2 separate regions of the Zea mays genome follow, and region 2 is linked to region 1. The links are chromatin contacts, called in public Hi-C maps. All regions are on one chromosome and are shown on one strand. Each heading gives the region's core, a stretch centred on a gene start, on an enhancer-like site or on the middle of the called end of the contact. The rest is flanking DNA. Distances are from core to core; before and after follow the strand shown.

Region 1 (3,983 bases), core at 767-3,266:
CCGAATAAATACCGTTTCCGACCGTTTTCATCCCTCCACATTGTATTAAGGGACAAAACACAAGATTAATCTGTGGTCAGTTTATCAGGTTACACAGATTAATCTTCCGAACGTTAGTCTTCACTCTTCAGTGAAAAACTAGTCTGTAAAGTACGCCAGGTTAGCCAAGTGCCTCAGCACTGGGAAACTATTTGTATACTAAACTAGGCATGCACGTGCAGTATAGTTGGATCATCTAATCAGGATGCAATTTCTCTTATTCTCAATCGTAAAAAAAAGGAACTGAATTGTGCTCTATGCATTTTGACACAGAGGAAGTTGTTGTCCTTATACAGCGCTTCTGATGGACCTGGGCTAGGGAGCTCAAGAAGTTCAGCTCTAGCGACGAGCGCGCCTTTCATGTAAGGTGTGCCCTCCTCGCTGTCCCGCCGCCTCTTTTGTTCCCACAATCTACAGACAAGTTCATGACTACTCCAGGATTAAAGGCGAGTAGTGTGGCCAGGTCTCTCGGCATATAATTTCAGTTCGACAGACCTCAGGAGGATAGTGCCTGCCCTGGCGTAGTAGCACCGATGAGTGATGAAGGAGGCGTTTGCACCTTTTGTGCTTCTCGCTAGCTCCATGCCTTCGGCTGACGATTGTGTAAGGCTATCCGCACTCATTTTACCTTATTTCTCTACTCTAAAAGGAATATTCTGTCCTGGTCAGCGAGATTCTTTACCCTATACTAAAATCATCTGCAGCCATATTTACCCTATATCTCTACTCTATACCAACCACTACAATTTTTATTTCCAATTTAATATTCCCCCCTCTCTCGTCCCATGGCGGGAGATGGAGCCGTTGGCCACGTGCACGAAAGAGAAGAAAATAGGGTAGGAGAGAGAGGACGCTGGATATGAGGTAAGAGAAGAGCAAATTTACGGTAGGGATGACTTTCGAGTTCGCGAGTGCAGGGCTTCAGTCTACTCTAAATATTTACGGTACCTTTTCGCGTTTGCGAGTGCGGCCAGCCTAAGGGTGCAGCCGTGTGCAGTAGGCTTCTGAAAGGTGATATTGGTCTGCGGCCTGATGTGTGTACATATAATTTTTGCCAGGAAGCGTGCACCCTTCCTGGCCTTTCCTATCCCCAAAAGCTCGGCCATCTAGGCTCGTGAAATGCTGCTTCAGATCAAGGCTGTCCTTGGAAATGGGAAGATGAAAGGAGAATCTGGGTAATGCCGGTTGCTCCCTTTCCCATTCTTTGTTGAGTTCAGCTTTCTGATTGGTTTCTGGTGGCCCTCTTGATACGGAACTTGTGCGCTCCGTCTGAGAAAGCATGTGTGCAAAGTTTCATTTGAGGAGTTGAGGCGATCATGGCGCTGTAAAATGCGGCTTATCTTCCCCCTTCAGGGCTGGTTTGGTGGACCAACCCTCAAACATTTGCAATTCCTATGTACGTCTGTAGTGCATCAGGTGTTGTTGCCCACGTGTAAAAGGAAAATAAATTCACAATGTAAAGGAGACTTGTGCGTTAGCACTACCATTTGAATTTATGAAATGTCAAAGCAGCCCAGCGAGTTTGTACTTGCCACATTTTTTTGTCGCTGTATCAGCAGTCTGGCTACTCTGGCATCGAGTTCGTTTCCAAGGGTGAGTATGTTTTTTTTTCGAAAATTGCTTGGGTAGGACATCTGCCAGGCAATCATATTAATGTAGAGGGTGGGTAGGTTATTTGAAGTGGCCTTTTCAAATTACTTTCACCGTGCTAATTTCGGTCAAAGCCGGGCAGCAAGCCACCTGGAGTGCTTGAGAATTTCTCCTCCGACTGCGGGTGCCGCCACGCCATCGCATCTCCAACTCCAGATGCTCACTTCGCCTTGGCGCAAATAATTCCGGCACATTAAAGGCCTGTTTGGTTTGTGGCTAAATGTGTCACACTTTGCCTAATGTTAGTCGTTCGAATTGAATAACTAACCTTAGGTAGAAAAGTTAGGCAAAGTGTGGCAACTGAGGTAGTGAACCAAACAGGCCCTAAAAACGCAAGGATTTCTCGGTTCCTCCTCGTCCTCGCGCTCTCCCGGTCTCCTCTCCCCCGAGCATCCCAAAAAATACTCGGCCACTGCGCTATCTCGCCCACCAAGCCAGCACCAGCAGCGGCGCGCGATGGCCACCGCGCCCTACGCCTCCTCCCTCTTCCTGGCTTCCTCCCCCATCTCCACCGCGCCACGAATCCGCGCCGGGCCCTGCCCTCCGTCCGCCCAGCCATCCCTGCGGCTCCGGCCGAGGCCGTCCCCGGCAGCCGCGGCCGCCGTCCAGGCGGAGCACCAGCCCGCGTTGACCGCGGCGCCGAAGCCACCCGCGCTACCGTTCCGCGTGGGCCACGGCTTCGACCTCCACCGCCTGGAGCCCGACCTCCCGCTCATCATCGGCGGCATCAACATCCCCCACGACCGCGGCTGCGAGGCTCACTCTGACGGTACGCGCTCCTGCGGCCGCCACTGCCCTCTATGGTTCCTGCGTGGTCCCGTTTCTGACCTCGCGTTTGGGAACTTTGTTTCTTCGCCCCGTGCAGGCGACGTGCTGCTGCACTGCGTGGTGGACGCGATTCTCGGCGCGCTGGGGCTGCCAGACATCGGCCAGATTTTCCCGGACTCCGACCCCCGTTGGAAGGGCGCCGATTCTTCGGTGTTCATGAGGGAAGCTGTGAGTTTCTCTTCTTTCTAGTGCGTTATCTCTGGTTCATTCGATTCAATCAATTTCGTCCTGTTTCTCATGTTAGGATCTGCGGTATTTTGTATAAGTAGCATGGTATCAACAAAATGTAGAGTCTCAGAGAAATTTTGGAGGTTTCAGAAAACTGTTGGGTAATCTCTACTGATTAATGATTAATATGAAGCATGTCAGGATTTTGATATCATGTGTAAATTGGACGGTTGCTTAAAGTTCTGGATTAATTATCAGAGCATACTATAGATTGATTACCTAAAATTTGGTAAACCGTTCGTAATTCCACATAATTTTTTTGAGTGAATAACTTCACATCATATAGCATATCATGGTGCTTATACTTATTTTTTCTGCTCGGTTTGGTTTTGTTATAGACTTACAATTTTATGTCAAAGTGTAACATGTGTAAATACCACAAGACTTACAGCCTTGTGGTATTTGGAGCGGAGAACATCCTTGAAAACGCCATAGTTCATTCCCCGCTTGCTCACTGTTTCGCTGGTCAATTTTTCCTGAACCATTAGATGCTCAGTCGTTATTACGTCACAAAATGTCTTGGCAGTTCTTGCACGAGTTGCTGACTGCAAAATGTGTTTTGACCTTTGTTCTCTTCAAGGGCAGAAAGTATTCCACGTTTTAGATTTCGTACAAGGCATGGGCCACGTGCATAGAACTCTGACCGCACATTTACTATTGGTACTTGAGTTGGACAGAAATCTTCCCCATACGCATATAAACCCGTTGACTAGTGACATTTGTCTTGCGTCACTTATTTAGCATTACACACTGTTTGTTGCCCCTTCAAACAATATGCAGGGTGTTTACATCTAAACTGAGCATGTCTGTTCTCTCTTGTAGAAAACAATTGCTTCTATTTTAGCATTGAAGTGCCTGAAGTCTCAATATGCAACACTTTAAGCTCCTAGGATTGCCATGTCATTTCAGGTGAAATTGATGCATGAAGCAGGCTACGAGCTGGGCAACCTTGATGCTACGCTGATCTTGCAAAAACCAAAAATTAGCCCATTCAAGGAGACAATCCGATCGAATTTGTGCGACCTACTTGGGGCAGATCCATCTGTGGTCAATCTCAAGGCCAAGACGCACGAGAAAGTTGACAGTCTAGGGGAGAACAGGAGCATAGCTGCTCATACTGTAGTTCTCCTGATGCGAAAGTAGAAAGAACAAATGGCAGCTAATTGTATCATGCTACACGGAAAAGGTTGTTATCTTATACTTGTGATTGTTGAGTGATCTAGCCAGTATGGAAAATC
Region 2 (3,983 bases), core at 602-3,101, 280 kb before region 1:
GTTTGGACCTTATATATATTATTATTTTCAACGAAAGGTATTATTTTAATAATTCAAGCTACAAACGAATTGAACAGACTAGCGCTTGAAAAAAGGGGGAAAATAGAATTGGTCATGCGTGTTTGCGTTCTATGAAAATTTTGTGAAGAAATACAAACTTACGTTTAATTATATTAGTCCAGATCCAGTCATATATATGAAGAAATAGCTAAGGTAAAACGATCTTTAAACAGCAGCGCGAAAGACAAAGCAAGAAGTGCGTGCAAGCAACATACTATACTATCAGTAAAGGCAAAAGAGCGACCACTCATGGCTGAGTAGCACTGAGGCATACGCATAAAATGAGAACAAAGAAAATAGCAAAGCCGGAAATAGTCTCCCACGTATACCTTAAGAACAAACAAAGAGTAATACATCTCTTTAGACATCAAACACCAGTAATATAGAAGAAAAGAACACAAAAACAATAAGAAACAAAGGAGAGGATGGGTGAAAAGACGACTAGGGGCGAAACAGAAAGATTTTCATTATCATGCTTTCAGCTTTCAGCTTAAAATGTTGAGGCCTCCTGAAAATCTCAAGCAGATCTAAATGTTATTTGGAGCAAGCCTAATAAAATTGAAATTTGCACTGCCAAGCAAAATGACATGAAATTTGCACTGCCAATTAAGGAGCAATCGAGAGCAAGAGATATAGATCAGGAGATAATAAGATGAAGGTAGCCACCAGATCGAGCAGAACAGGTGTGCGTGGGCATGCATGCAGCAGGATTTTCATAGAAGCAGGCGCTGGATCAAAACGGAAAGAACATACTACCCCTTTCCCCTCTCAGCAGATCACATCAGTGTTAACTCTTTACCTTCCTCCATCCAGCGACAACGTACGATCGATCCCCTAGCTACCTCAGCAGCAATCGACCGTGCGTGTCTCTGACACGCGCATGCCCCGGCCCACCCAACACACGAAAGATGGCCACTCCAGACACCCGGAGAAGATGGAGGAAAGGGCGGGCGTGGGGGCGGGCGACGACTACCCGAGAAGCTGGAGGAAAGAGGCAAAGCGTAGGGCTCGTAGATCTGCTGAGAGGATGTCTCGTGCCAGTTAGGGATCCACCCACACCCGGCCGGTTTATATGAACACCGCCATGCACCTACGCGCACACAGATACACACACGCACGCAGGTATATTGCAGGAATAAAAATAACATGCCCCTCAGGCCAAGGCCAGGAGCTGCAGCTAGTAGCTTGGCTACTACTGGCTTTAAATAAACGCCGCTGCTAAAAAAACATGAAATCACAGAGAAAGGGGGAGAAAAAGGAGATAATAAAAAGGAAGCAGATCTCTTGTGGTAAAAGCGCAAGTAAAACGCAGCACAGCAGCGGCAACAAGCAGATCTGCTTGCAGGAGGGTGAAATTAATTAGTGTTAGTTAGTGGGTTGGGTTGGGGGGGCTGTGCTGTGCATGCATATATGTGTGGTGATCGAGATCGCCTACCCGGCGCTGCCGAACTCGTAGAGCTTGCCGCGGCTGGAGAAGATGATGAGCGCGACCTCGGCGTCGCAGAGCACGGAGAGCTCGTAGGCCTTCTTGAGCAGGCCGTTGCGGCGCTTGGAGAAGGTGACCTGGCGGTTGATCTTGTTCTCGATCCGCTTGAGCTCAACTCGTCCCCTCCCCATGGCGACGTACGATCTCTAGCTTCCCTCCTTCCTTCGATCGAGCTTGCTCTATATCTCACACACGGGCGTCTCTGTGTGCAGCGTGGTTGCTCTCCTCGTTTTGTGGCTGCTGATCCGGCCGCTAGCAAACTTGCGTTGTGCTGCGCGACGGACGATATAATGAGCCGGCTCGGGGGAGGAGGACTGGACAGGAGGAGCGGAATATCGGTGGAGAGCGAGACGGCCGGGAAAAGGGGCAGGGTCACTGTGTGTGTGTGTGCCTGGCTGCCCCTGTAGCACACGCTGCCGGTCTCGCGCATCTTTTTCACGCGTCTACATCCATCCATCCATCCATTCTCCCCTCTCCCAAGCTTTAAAAATAAAAGGAGGGTAAATTCGGAGTAGTGGCGCTGGGCAGTTACCCACTGCCCCGGGCTTACCCTAACGGGAGGTGTCCCGTGTCCGTGCCGAAACGGGGCTGCAGCTCCAATGCGGCGCCGGCCCCCACGCCAGAAATATACACGGCGCGGTGCAAATGCCTGGTGCATGCGCATACACGAGAACGGCAGCCAAGCGGCGCGAGCTACCCATGCCATGGAGAGAGAACCTCCTAGGCCTAACCCAAACCATGCATCTCGCGCGCCATGCACGACCTCATGCACCTACTAGGGTCCCAGCCCTGCGCCGTTGCTTTCGCCTTGGACGACCACGCCGCCTCAGATACGACGATCCAACCCCATCCGCCCGGCTGGTGGAGGCTGCCCAAAAATATAGAGGCAGGCCAAGGGAGACTGGGAGAGGTAGGAGTAGCTTAATTTAACCGGGTGGCGGGTGTGCGAAGATCCATCCGTTGGATTGCATTGGTGCTAGTAATTGTGTACTACTGCCTGTACGCAGCGTATACATACGTGAGCCAATTTCTGTATGGGACGACGACGACGACATGCACCCACCTCCACCTGGCCACCCACCCGCGCCAGCGCCACCCCATGACTGATATCTGTGATCCATGCTGCTGCTAGAGCGTGTTTGATTGCCGGGCTTTTAGGACATGCAGCTCCACTTGTCTGTTTGCCTGGACGTACGGCGCCGCACGAAATCCAAAGCATCCTGGAGCCAGGCCACGGCGGAGCAAGTACAAAGCTCGCTCGGGCTCCGCCGGCATATATTTTGCAGTAGCTTATATTATGCGCGGATGGTGGGTGGGGGTGCCTAACGTGTCGTGTGGGGCTGTGGCCTGTGGGCTCTTCAGCGTAGAGCAGCCACAAACAAATAAACAAAGATAGCGAAGCGACGATCGGTTTTCGCTTATTTAATCTAGGAGTCTAACGTCGTCTACAACAAAGATATATAGCGAAGCGACGATCGGTGCCTAACGTCGTCTACACAACAAAAACAGGTTAAACCTTAAAATTACAAATTTAATCAAAAGAATTTAGTTTACAAAGATGCACATTAGTGTGATTTGTATCCAAACATACTTGCAAAGTCTCATAAAGTCTAAGAACCGTAAGAACGTAAGTTATATATTGATCGTATAAATTGGTCAAAGCAGGTACGCGTGCATGGAGCACCACCGAATTCAAATATGACAAAAATCGACTGGATGGGTGCATTTTTTTTTTGGGGGGGGGGGGGGACATGACTGATTGAATGCTAAGGTGTCCAATAGAAACCATTCCCTGTAGTGAGGCACCCTTTCTTCGACTGATTTATATATGAACGTGCAAAACATTATTTTACATCATAGGTTGTATAGTGTAGTTTATAATAGAAAGTGACATACAATATAGGGCAGAGAGTCCGCTGAGATGGGCTAACTGTAGTTAGCAGTTATTACACGGTATCCATAATCATCCTTAGTTTTTTTTCTCTTTCCTCCCCGTTACGGATCCTAGGCAAAGGCTCCTCCGATGTTTAACATTACCCGGTCCGAGGAGCAGCTTGTTCTGACACGGGCAAAGGATCTACTACAGTCACACCAACGGGAGGAGAGGAGAGGAGAGGAGAGATCGAGACATGTCAAACAGCACAGCATGAGTGAGAGAGAGAGGACAAGAGGACCTGGCCAGCATTCCGTACCTCCTAGATAGGCGAAGACACCACCATAGGCTACCATACGTGTCGGCTGTGGACTGGCGCGCAAGCTTTCCCGTTACTGGGGTCATATGGAACCAAAATTCATTTTTTTCATGAATTTCGCTTCACATTTTCAATTCCTTCTCTGTCTAGCTGTTCTCGTCGTCGCCTTCGGTGATCTCCCATCCTCTACCGCGGACTGGACCAGCAAAAGTCACGCATCCTTTGACATGTCGCATGCGAGTACG

What was found. A called contact is a pair of places that touch in the nucleus more often than the background predicts.
Region 2: a Hi-C map of ear shows a contact between it and region 1, with 2.6 times the contacts expected there. The contact joins the promoter of LOC542256 here to the promoter of LOC100276918 in region 1. A contact is called at or near these places in 4 of 25 Hi-C or Micro-C datasets (ear, leaf and tassel).

Annotation. Positions count from the first base shown.
Region 1 is chr5:204,170,516-204,174,498 of Zm-B73-REFERENCE-NAM-5.0, reverse strand. It overlaps LOC100276918 (methyl erythritol cyclodiphosphate synthase2), which reads left to right and starts at 2,016. Exons shown (of 3, transcript NM_001150613.2): 1 at 2,016-2,458; 2 at 2,555-2,685; 3 at 3,655-3,983. The coding sequence starts at 2,146. The coding sequence ends at 3,888. LOC100280329 reads left to right here. Exons shown (of 10, transcript NM_001361060.1): 9 at 313-406; 10 at 1,098-1,566. The coding sequence ends at 405.
Region 2 is chr5:204,448,146-204,452,128 of Zm-B73-REFERENCE-NAM-5.0, reverse strand. LOC542256 (bearded-ear 1) reads right to left here and starts at 1,851. Exons shown (of 8, transcript NM_001111862.1): 1 at 1,496-1,851. The coding sequence starts at 1,677.